2 separate regions of the Ovis aries genome follow, and region 2 is linked to region 1. The links are chromatin contacts, called in public Hi-C maps. All regions are on one chromosome and are shown on one strand. Each heading gives the region's core, a stretch centred on a gene start, on an enhancer-like site or on the middle of the called end of the contact. The rest is flanking DNA. Distances are from core to core; before and after follow the strand shown.

Region 1 (5,162 bases), core at 1,198-3,697:
GCGTGTCACACACCCCGCCCTGAGCACAGTGAGCACAGCGCTCTTCTTGGAGTGCTGCAGGCAGTCCCAGGCCCAGCAGTGCTGGGACACCAGATGCTCTTGTCCTTCTCAGGCGCTGTGACGCCGAGGGTCGCGTGGCTGTCCTAGCTGTCACGCTGGTGGGGCAGGTTTATGTGCCAGGACTCTGCTCCCTCCTTCTCTCAGCTCCCCTGCTAGTTTGTGGTGACTAGTGCTGGCTGTCACCTCTTCAAGGCCCCTCTCCCCTTGGAGGGACTTGCCTTCAGGGGAGTTGAGCCTGGCTGCTCAGGGGAAGTGGGGAGCAGCCCTCAGGAGCCAGCCTTCGCATCCTCTTGTGGGCTCTGCTGGGCCTGGCTGCCGGTGCTCAGCCAGGGGCTACTTCCTGGCTAGACACTGAGCTGGTTTTTCCACCTTCCCCTGGAGCCTGGGGAGAAGGGGCTGGAGCAGGGAGATCAGAGAGCCTCCCTTCCCGATCTGCACAGTGTAGGGGTGGAGTAGAGGATGATAAACAAGGGCCCAGAAGTCTTGAGTTTCTCAGGGACCTCAGGGCTAGAAGTGCCTTTGGAGATGACCGGGTCTTGCCCTCAGTATTTATAGATGAGGAGCCTGGGGCCTGCAGAAGGGGCAGCCTTATTTAAGTTCTCATGGTCAGTTGAAGGCAGAGCTGGGGTGAAGCTTAGGTTTCTACCCCATTTTTCATGGAGTCTCAGCTGCAGGCCTTCAGCCTTTCTAGTTCAAGGTGTCATTTTCTGGCGTATGATCAACATGTCTCAGCCCCAAGCCCCATCGGTTAGAAAATCTAGAGCAGGTTTAGGGACCAGAGAAGATGGAAGAGTGGGTTGGGCTGGGCAGCCAAGGGGCCTTCAAGGGCTATTCAGCAGAGGAGCAAATGCCCAGAGCATCTGTGCCCTGTAGGGTCTTGGGGAGGGTGTGCAGGCTCGTAGAAAGTGAAGGAGCAGAGATGAGATGAACAGGGGGTCCTGGGGGCCTCTCTGTACCTGCTCTGATGCAGGGACCCAGACTTCCTTCACTTCCTCTCTGCACTAGAGGGAGCCCCTTCTTTCCTGTGCTTAGTCACTCATCAGTTAATGATACAGTTACTATTTATTGGTACACATCCTGGACCCAGGCACTGTGCTGAGCATTTATATGCAATTGTTAGGGGAAGCATAGTGATTGAAACCGCCCACCCTGGCCAGGCACCACAGTAACCATTTGCATGAGTTGTTTTACGACAGGAGGTTCTGGTAAGGAACATAACTAATAAGCCTCCACCAACCAGAAGAGTTCGGGAAGGTCAAAAGGGTACACCACATGTCCAACCACCTCCCAGAATCCTTCTCTCCTGGCTGAACAAGGCGTGCACCACCAGGAAGGACTCTGAGTCAGAATGATTGGCTAATGACAACCGGGAAACTAATCCCATCACCATAAAACCCTAGACTGAAAGCCACGTGGCAGAGCGGTTCTCCTGGCTTCCCTTACCCTACTGCTCTCCACCTGGGCACCCTTTCCCAATAAAATCTCTTGCTTTGTCAGCACATGTGTCTCCTCGGACAATTCATTTCCGAGTGTTAGACAAGAACCCAGTTTCGGGCCCTGAAAGGGGTCCCCCTTCCTGCAACAGAATGTTATTGAATCCTCATAGCAGTTCTGTTCAATCCCGTTTTCCAGATGAGAACACTGAGGCGCATCGTCAACATGCTCATTCAAGGTCAGCCTTAGAGCCAGGAAGTAGTGGAGCCATGTTTCCACGCACAGTCTGAGGCTCTTACCAAGCTGTCCTTCTCTGTGGTCCATGAGGGGACATCTGGGCAGCAGAGGGGTGAGAGAGGTATTCGGACGGAGGACACCCCAAGAGGAAAGAACAGCAGCAGCAGCAAAGTGGGAGGGGTGAGGCCCTTTCCTGGACATCTAGGCTCTTCCCTTCTTGGAACAGATCACCCCCTTCCTGGGGCCTTGATGGAGGCCTTAGCAGATAGGGTAGAAACCTAAGCTTCTCATTTTCAGAGAGCAGGAGGAGACCATGTGAGTTTTGACTGGAATCTGATCCTGGAGAAATCAGCAAGGGCCCAAGGCATCCTGCAGGAATCCTGCAGACCCAGTGGGAGCTCCCCTTCCCAGGGGGAGCTCAGGGGCAGGGCTGCACCCCACCGGTCCTGCCTGGGCCCCTCGGCCAGCCTTCTCTCCTTCAGCCAGAAACCCTCAGCCTTGTTGTTTCAACTGCACAGAGCAGGTTACCAGCTATTGTTCTTGGAAGCCTTTCTGTGATCTTAGGACCTTTGAGAAAAGAACAAACAGCTCAAAAAACCCAGGATAGTTAAAAAATGTTTGTGATTTTTGTGCTGCACGGAACAAAAGAGGCATTCAAGAGACTCAGCATTGTTCCAGGGGAGTGGGGATGAAACGGCCCCTTCTCTCTTGGGAGCATCCAGCTGATGGCTGTGGAATGTCCTCGGACCATCTCCTGGTGGCAGGCTCCTCCTCTGTGCAGGGCCAGGGCTAGGGGCCCGTTTGTGCTTGTCATCAGCTTTCATGCTCACTGAGTTTCCATCTAGTCCATTCTTTTCATCTCGTTGAGGAAAGCGGCTCAAAGTTATCACCCAGTCACCATAGTTTCATGTTAGTTACTAGCTCCCCAGTCTCTTACTGGATACTTTCAGCTGCCAGTCACGCTGCAATCTAGTGTACATAGTAATTTCCCCTTATTGGATCCGTATTTCTGTTTTGTTACGTGGAAGCAATTTTTATTTTTATTGAAGGCAGAGCTGAGGTTCTAAGCAGGTAAGTGACCTGCCCGCCCGATATTGCTCAGCTGATAACTAGCAGATCCCTGAGGAACACAGTGCTCTTAAAACCCTACCAAGATTCCTCCTTCAAGGAACGAAATTTTGAAGCCTTACTGCCTCCACCTCTTGGGAAATTCTAAAATGCTGTGGACCCACTGTTATTGTTATCCTTGATAGCTCTTTCTAAGATTGAGGCTCTAAAATACCAGGTCTCCCTAAATTCTGAATTGGTTCATTTATTCCACGGCAGCCCTGTGCCCACAGCCAGCTGATGAGCCTGGCATATCCAGCGCACTTGCCCCCAGCCCTTCAGCAAGCAGCTGTAAGGGAGCCAAGATGCTCATTGCCTTCTCCAGGACACACATCTTAATTGCCTCTCTCGGTTCCTCTGGCCTTGCTCACCCCCGATTTAGTCTGTGCAGCCTTCCCTGTGTAAGTCAAGACCAGACAAGCTTGGAGGGATGAGCTTGGGGATGAGCCCGGAAGCTGGGTTGCAGTGATTTGTGTTGGAACACCAGTGGTGGGCTTCTTTCACATTCTTCAGAGGAAGGGCTTTTGGAATCGCCTTCCTCCCCAACCTGCTCTGTATCTCCTTCAAGTTTTTTCTGCCAGAGATGGTGCAGAGTCATTCCTTTGGACCCCTTGGGCACGTGGGTTTTTTGCCGGTATCCTGTCTGTCAAAATCCTCAGGCTTGACTGGAAGAGTAACAGCTTGAGCTGCCATCAGGAAATTCCTGAGATGTATGCTCAGCACCAGTCTGAAGAGCGGGGGATGTTTAGTCAAGATAAGAGAGAACCCAGGGGGGCATGATCCCTGTCCTCATGTAAGAGAGGAAATGCGCTTGTTCCTTATGGCTCCGGAAGGTGGGGCAGGGCTTAGACCAGAGAGTAGAAACTCGGACAGGCCAACAATCACCATGATGTAAAGAGGAACTCATTAAAAAGCAGAGTTTTCAGAAAAAAAGAATATGTTGTCCGAGGCAGGGTGAATTTTCTCTCTCTGGAAATGGTGTGTTCCTCTGATGAGGAGGGGGGAATGACCCCCCGGGTGGGGAATGAGATAGCCATTTCCCTTTACACCTACTGGCCTCTGATGGCGCCTTCCATGGTGGCCTTTGGGGACAGATGTCTGCAAGGACTGAGCAAATCTAGGACGGAGCTCTGGGAGGCTACCCAAAGGATGAAGAGGATCAGAGAAAGAGCAGGCCACTGGCCTCTCTGCCTACATGGGGCCTGTGCTTCTGGTCTTAGCCTTCATTTCTCTGGGTGGGGAGGATAGTAGTGGTGGCGATAGTAACAAGGGCCTTAAAAAGACAGGCCTTTTCTATAGAAAAGGAAAGCTTAGTTTGTGTGCAGCTGAGCTCTTGTGACTCTTGGCTATTCTAATGGGTTCTCGGGAGAGGGGAGAATATACAACATTTCATTTCCAGATTCACACCTTGCAGGCGGTGGGAGAAGTTTGCTGGAAACAGCAGCGTGCGGAGTGGCAGGTCTGCCCTTCTAGCCGCCTTGTAAGTTGGAAGCGTGGATGGAGGAGAGTGTGAACTGTGACCTTTTCATACTTCATCATTCTTCAGTGCGGGAATGTATGTGTGTGTGTCTGTCTCACACACTCATAGGGAGGACATAGGGAGAGAGGCACTGGTTGTTTTGGGTTTTGTTCCATTTCCCTGTGCGAGTTCCACACTAAATAACTCATTTTAATAACTTGGAATTTTTCCATATTTTATTTATGCTTATAAAAATTATACAGTTAAACCCACACACATGAACACATAGAGTTGTGTACAAGATTTTTTTAAAGAAACTGTTTTACAAAAATGGGACCATAGTCATCGCAGTCACTGTACACTGCTTTTCTCAACAGTACTTCATAGAAAAACCCCCCAAGTCAGCCAGTGTACCTCTTATTTCATCCTTTTTATTCCCTAGAAGGGATGGACTTTATTTTATTCAACCATTCTTTTATTGATCGGTATGCACTTTGTCTCCAGCTTTTTATTTGCAAATAATTATCTCTATAAACATCCATAGGCTGCTTCCATAAACATCCTTGTATATGTGAACTACTGCTTTTATTTCCCCTGGGGAGATTCCCAAGAGTAAAAGTGCTGAGCTAAAGGGTATGGTATTTTTATTTTTGATAGATGCTTCCAGAAGATGTTCCCCAAAATAGTTCTCATCCCCATTAGCAGGTGGGGAGAGTACCTGTCCCTCCTCCCCTACAGCATGAGTTGTTGCTTCCTCGTCAGTGTTGGCCCTCTGATGGGTAGACAGTAATAGCTCACGGTTGGCTTGATTTTCATTTCTTTGGCTCCCGTTGAGTCTGAGCATCCTTTCCTATGATTATCTGCC
Region 2 (5,162 bases), core at 1,355-3,854, 150 kb after region 1:
TCTGTTCAGTCAGACCCCTGACATTATGAGAGGAGACCTGAGCACTGTTTCTGACCTAGAGGGTCACTAGGTGTGTGATTCAGTGATGAGGCTGTTTCCTTCTCTGGGGATGGGAGTGAGGAGGGGTAGCAGTGGACTAAATGGTCTTTAAGGTCCCTGTGACCCAGTCCTACAGGAAGGGGGAAAGTTTCTGGATTAGCATTGTTTTGATCTCAGCAAGCTTTGAAGCCCAACATTCCCAAAAAGAGGGCTTCCCTGGTGGCTCAGTTGGTAAAGAATCTGTCTGCAATGCAGGGGACCCGATTTTGATCCCTGGGTTGGGAAGACCCCCCTAGAGGAGGGCATGGCAACCCACTCCAGTATTCTTCCCTGGAGAATCCCATGGACAGAGGAGCCTGGCAGGCTACAGCCCATGGGGTCGCAAAGAGTTGGACACAACTGAAGAGACTTGGCATGCACGAACAGAAAGAAGGAATACTTATTTAACCATAGAATTACACTACACATATTGTCTACATATTTTTTCCACAAATCTGGGAGGGAGAAAAACAGTATAGTGCAGAATTATGCTCAGGACCTTAGGGTGGAAGTTGGACTGTACTCTTGACTCTTTCGTTGCCTAAATTCCTCTTAGATTTTGCTTCTTCAGCTGGGTCCTGGCTCAGCTATGGTTGACTAAACAACTAGGCACTTCATAAACGGAATCTCCATTAGAACTTTTTGTGCTCTGGTTAGTTTTATTCTCCTGAGCTTCTTTGCTTCTGTCCAGAGGGACAGGCAAGCTGTCTTCTGGTGTCTTCGGGGCTGTTGTGTGGTGGAGATGTTGCACAGGGTTTGCTATACCTGGTGAGGAATCCCACCAGACAAGGTCCTGACTCACCCTGATTCTAGACAACTCACTTCTGAGGAGTTTTTCCTCAGCCATATTAGTCAGGGCTCTTTCAGTAGAACGTGACAGAAACCCAACTCACACTTGCTTTAATACGAAGTGGAATTTTGGACTCAGGAAACTGGGAAAGACAGGGGTAAAATGGACATTAGGTGTCTGGATTGCAGGCTCAATGATGTCAGCTTTCTTTCAACAGTTCAGTTCAGTTCAGTCGCTCCGTCGTGTCCAACTCTTTGCAACCCTGTGAACTGCAGCACGCCAGGCCTCCCTGTCCATCACCAACTCCTGGAGTTCACTCAGACTCATGTCCATCGAGTCCGTGATGCCATCCAGCCATCTCATCCTATGTCGTTCCCTTCTCCTCCTGCCCCCAATCCCTCCTAGCATCAGAGTCTTTTCCAATGAGTCAACTCTTCGCATGAGGTGGCCAAAGTACTGGAGTTTCAACTTCAGCATCATTCCCACCAAAGAAATCGCAGGGCTGATATCCTTCAGTGCCCAATCACTTTTCTCTCTTTGTAATTTGTCTTCTTTTTTATTTTTTCTATTACAAATAGAAATATTTGGCATGGGAGTCGGGGGAGAGGAGTCTGCATGGCTGCAGACAACCCAGCTGAAACCACTCCTGTTAGTGGCCCTAAAAGAAAGAACTTCAGTGTACACAAGTCTCAGGAGAGGCTCTAATTGGCTGGCTTAGGCCACATATCCACCTCTGGGACCTACACCATATCCAGGCCAGGTTAGGGCAGCAGGGTTGTAGCCACTGGCAGTCAAATCCCATGGAACAAGGGGGTGGGGTGGGGTTGGGGGTGGTGGTGGTAGTGGTGGTGGTGGTGGTAGTGGTGGTGGTGGTGGTGGTGGTGGTGGTGGTGGTGTGTGTGTGTCTGTGTGTCTGTGTGTGTGTGTCTGTGTGTGTGTGTAGCATTTTCGTAAATGAGGGGATATTGTTATCAGAGTGAGGTCAGAGGAATATTGTGAGAGATCAAAACAACAGAAACCCACTATCCAGGTTGAGCAATGGTAAAGAATCCCCCTGCCAATGCAGGAGACTGTAAGGGATGCACGTATGATCCCTGAGTCCCGGAGTTTCCCTGGAGGAGGAAATGGGCAATCCACTCCAGTACTGTTGCCTGGAAAATTCCATGGACAGAGGAACCTGATAGGCTACAGTCCATGAGGTCACAAAGAGCCGGGACATGACTGAGCAGGGCACACACACACACACACACACACACACACACATACTGTAACAAGAACAGAAAGAACTTGACAGACAGAACCGTTGGGTATAAAATTAACTAGATAACTGAAAAAGGAGACCCCCCCCCGCCCCCCAAGGACGACAGTGGTGGCAACTTCAGGAATCAGCCACCATTCCCCTGGCTGAAGGAGCAAAGCACAGAGGAGGAGCTCTGCAGAGCTGGAACTCATACTTGGGAGGAAGGAGGGCCGCGTGCCTGGAACCAGACCTTCCCAGTAGGGGCGCCAGCTGGCTGTTAACATTGTCTCTTGGCGGTCAGGGTGGGGTGAAACGGGTTCTGCAGGAGCTGGAAAAGCTGCAAACTGGAGTCAGCTGCTGTTCCAGTTTGGCCTTGGCTGGGGCCGGGGGAAGAATAGCGGTGGGATGGTGTTCACGGAAACAGGAAGCCTGCAGGAAGCAGACGGGGAACAAACAGGAAAGAGTAAGCCGGCTCTCCGCCTCCAGCCCGTAGGGGCCTTCTTGCGCCCCCTATCGCCATAGCTTACACAGCGCTAGCCGGCAAAGCCATGTGAGGGAGGGCATGGAATCCTGGCTCGGGCCCAGAACAGTGACTTGACAACTGACCCCGGTGTCTTACTGCAGGCTTTCTGGGTGGTGTGGCTTCCAGAGTAGCAATCTGTGTCCCTCAGGAGGCTGTGAACTCCTAGAGGTCAGGGGCATGTCTGATGTATCTGTGTCCTTCTCAGGGCCTGGAACCCTGCCTGGGCTGAGCTGGCCCTAGTAAGTGTATGGCAGGAGGCCAGGGTAAGTGGGTCCTGGGGCAACTCTGCAGCCCGCCCTGCTCAGCCTTTAGAGTTCCTGCCTGTCTTCCCCTGGGGTGTGATTCTAGGTTCTTGCTGGAGTCCTGCATGGACCAGGGAGGGAGTGAGTTAAACCCCCACCGTGAGCAGCTTGGGGTAGGCTCTGCCCAGCCTGGTTGATGAGCCCACCTCTCCCACCCACCCCCGCCCCACCAATTTCTCATTCTCACCTACTTTCTGATAAAGTCAGAAGTAGGGTCCCCGCCTCACCATGAGTTAGATATGTGAGTTTGGGCAGGTTATTGGACCATTCTGAGCCCCAGTTTCCCCAGAACTCCCCCTTCAGTCTTTTATTCTCAGCACCAAGAAGCAAGAGGAAAGTCTTGGTCCTCTCCATCCATGTATATCTCCCCTTCCTCCAGTTCCCCTCCCCTATCCCTGTTCTTAAAAGGAGTGATAATTCAGCATCATAGTTAGGCTTTGAGATGCAGTCAGTATCAGCAAGACAGAGATCTGTTTAACTGAGAGAAAAGCAAATATCCAAGACAACTGGGACTTGCTGGGCAGGGGTCCTGGGATCTCTACAGGATGAAGCAGGGCCCCATGGTGAGGAGATGGGAGAAGCTGAGGTGGAAAGGGGGCTCTGCATCAACCCTGAGGAAGCAGGACAGGTGAGAACCATCTCCTGGCTCCCAGTGAATTCCAGATCCGCTGAACATGTGAGCCAGACTTTTCAGGTGAAGACCTGAGCCTCCTAGCCTCCAGCTGCTGTAGGGAAGGACAGCAAGGGGACAGGCCCCATGGGGGTAAAGGACCCTCAAAGACTTGACAGGGCCATGTGGGAAATGGGAATGGGCCAGTGCTCCATACAGAGAAAACACTCCCATAATAAATGGTAGCTTTAGCTCCATTATAGCCCTTATCACGCCTGGCCTCTACTAAGGTTTCTGTGTACAAGTTTATCTCCCTCACTAATCTTGAGTTCTTTCAAGGTAGAGGCTGTGTCTAATTTTTCTCTGGTGGTATTGTGCCCAGAGGATATGGGGGTAGTGGTGTCTGGAGACCACAGTCAAGGCTAGATGAGTGTTAGGAGGGCCTGCCGTGGCAGTGTGGCCTAGGTATGGCTGTGAGCTGAGGAAGGGGCATAAGTGGTGGCAGACTTGACATTTCCCAGAGAGGGACCCTGGCAGGCAGGTGGAGGAGATCATAGTACAGAGCCGTCTTTCTCAGCCAAGGGAGAGATCAGCAATGAACCAGGTGTCCCAAAGGGAGGCTAACTGCTCCTGAGGACTGATGGGGCTTCCGGGATCTGCTTGGCGTCATCCCAGCCAGAGAGCACCTGCTTCCTTAAGAACTGCAGTTTCCTTTGTTGAATGCAGCCCCCAGATGAGGAATGGTTCGGGCTGTGCTTTTCCTCTCTTTTCTTTTTTGGAATGAGCCACTCTTGGGGAAGATTCCAGTGCCTGGCGACTTGAAACACTGGGGCTGGGATGGAGACCGACATTTTCCAGAGCAGTCCCTCAGCACGGTCAGCATGTCTCCCTCCATCTGCTTGGCTGTGTGTCTACCTGCGATGCTTAATGCTGGTGGACAGGTTTGCTGATTGGCCACTCTCTGGAGGGCCCTTCTTTGCAACTGGGCAGTGGGGCTGGTGGGTGGAGAGGCTTCTGAATCCAGGCTGCTGACCTTGTTCCTGCGGTCCAGACACAAAGTAGGGGGTGGACGTGCCTTTCCTTCCCTGCTTAATAATCATCCCTGCTGGGCCCCCTCAACTTGAAAGATGGGGCATAGTACCTGTAATGAGTGATGACTCAGGAGTCAGCCTGCTCGTGTCTGAATCCTGACTTCATGTCACCCGGGGCAAGTCAGTTCTCCTCTTGAAGCCTCAGTTTTCTCATCTGTAAATTAACTATCCCGGAAAGTTATATGAAGCTTAAATTAGATAATTAGGGTGAGAAGTTTAAGCACAGGGCCTGGTACTTGATAAGCAGTGATGAAGTATAGTTTTTATTAGTAGTAGTACATTTCCTGTGGCTGCTGTAACAACTTACAATAAACTGTGTGGCTTTCAACACCCAGTCACAGTTCTGATGTACAGGTCCGAAATCAAGGTGTCAGCAGGGCCGTGCTCCCCTCTGGAGGCTCTAGGAAAGAATCTGCTCCTTGACTTTTCCTTGGCTGCCAGCATTCCTTGGTTTGTGGCTCCCTCATTCCAGTCTTCGAGGCTGGCCTCTTCACATCTCTCTACATGATCTGTCTTTGCCTGGCCTTC

Evidence for each region. Hi-C and Micro-C count contacts between places; a contact is called where the count stands out from the background.
Region 2: a contact with region 1 is called in a Hi-C map of hypothalamus, with 2.0 times the contacts expected there. The contact joins two enhancer-like sites. A contact is called at or near these places in 3 of 16 Hi-C or Micro-C datasets (hypothalamus, muscle and tail adipose tissue).

What each region holds. Positions count from the first base shown.
Region 1 is chr1:193,274,099-193,279,260 of ARS-UI_Ramb_v3.0, forward strand. The region is part of intron 3 of XXYLT1 (xyloside xylosyltransferase 1); the gene reads left to right. Among named protein-coding and RNA genes, the nearest start is that of XXYLT1, 130 kb to the left of the region's middle. Within about 2 kb of position 2,448, at least 10 of the 54 cell types and tissues checked have an H3K27ac peak or open chromatin away from gene starts, as enhancers often do. A contact at or near this core is called in hypothalamus, where this site is marked.
Region 2 is chr1:193,420,932-193,426,093 of ARS-UI_Ramb_v3.0, forward strand. No RefSeq gene overlaps it. Among named protein-coding and RNA genes, the nearest start is that of FAM43A, 260 kb to the right of the region's middle. Within about 2 kb of position 2,605, at least 29 of the 54 cell types and tissues checked have an H3K27ac peak or open chromatin away from gene starts, as enhancers often do. A contact at or near this core is called in hypothalamus, where this site is marked.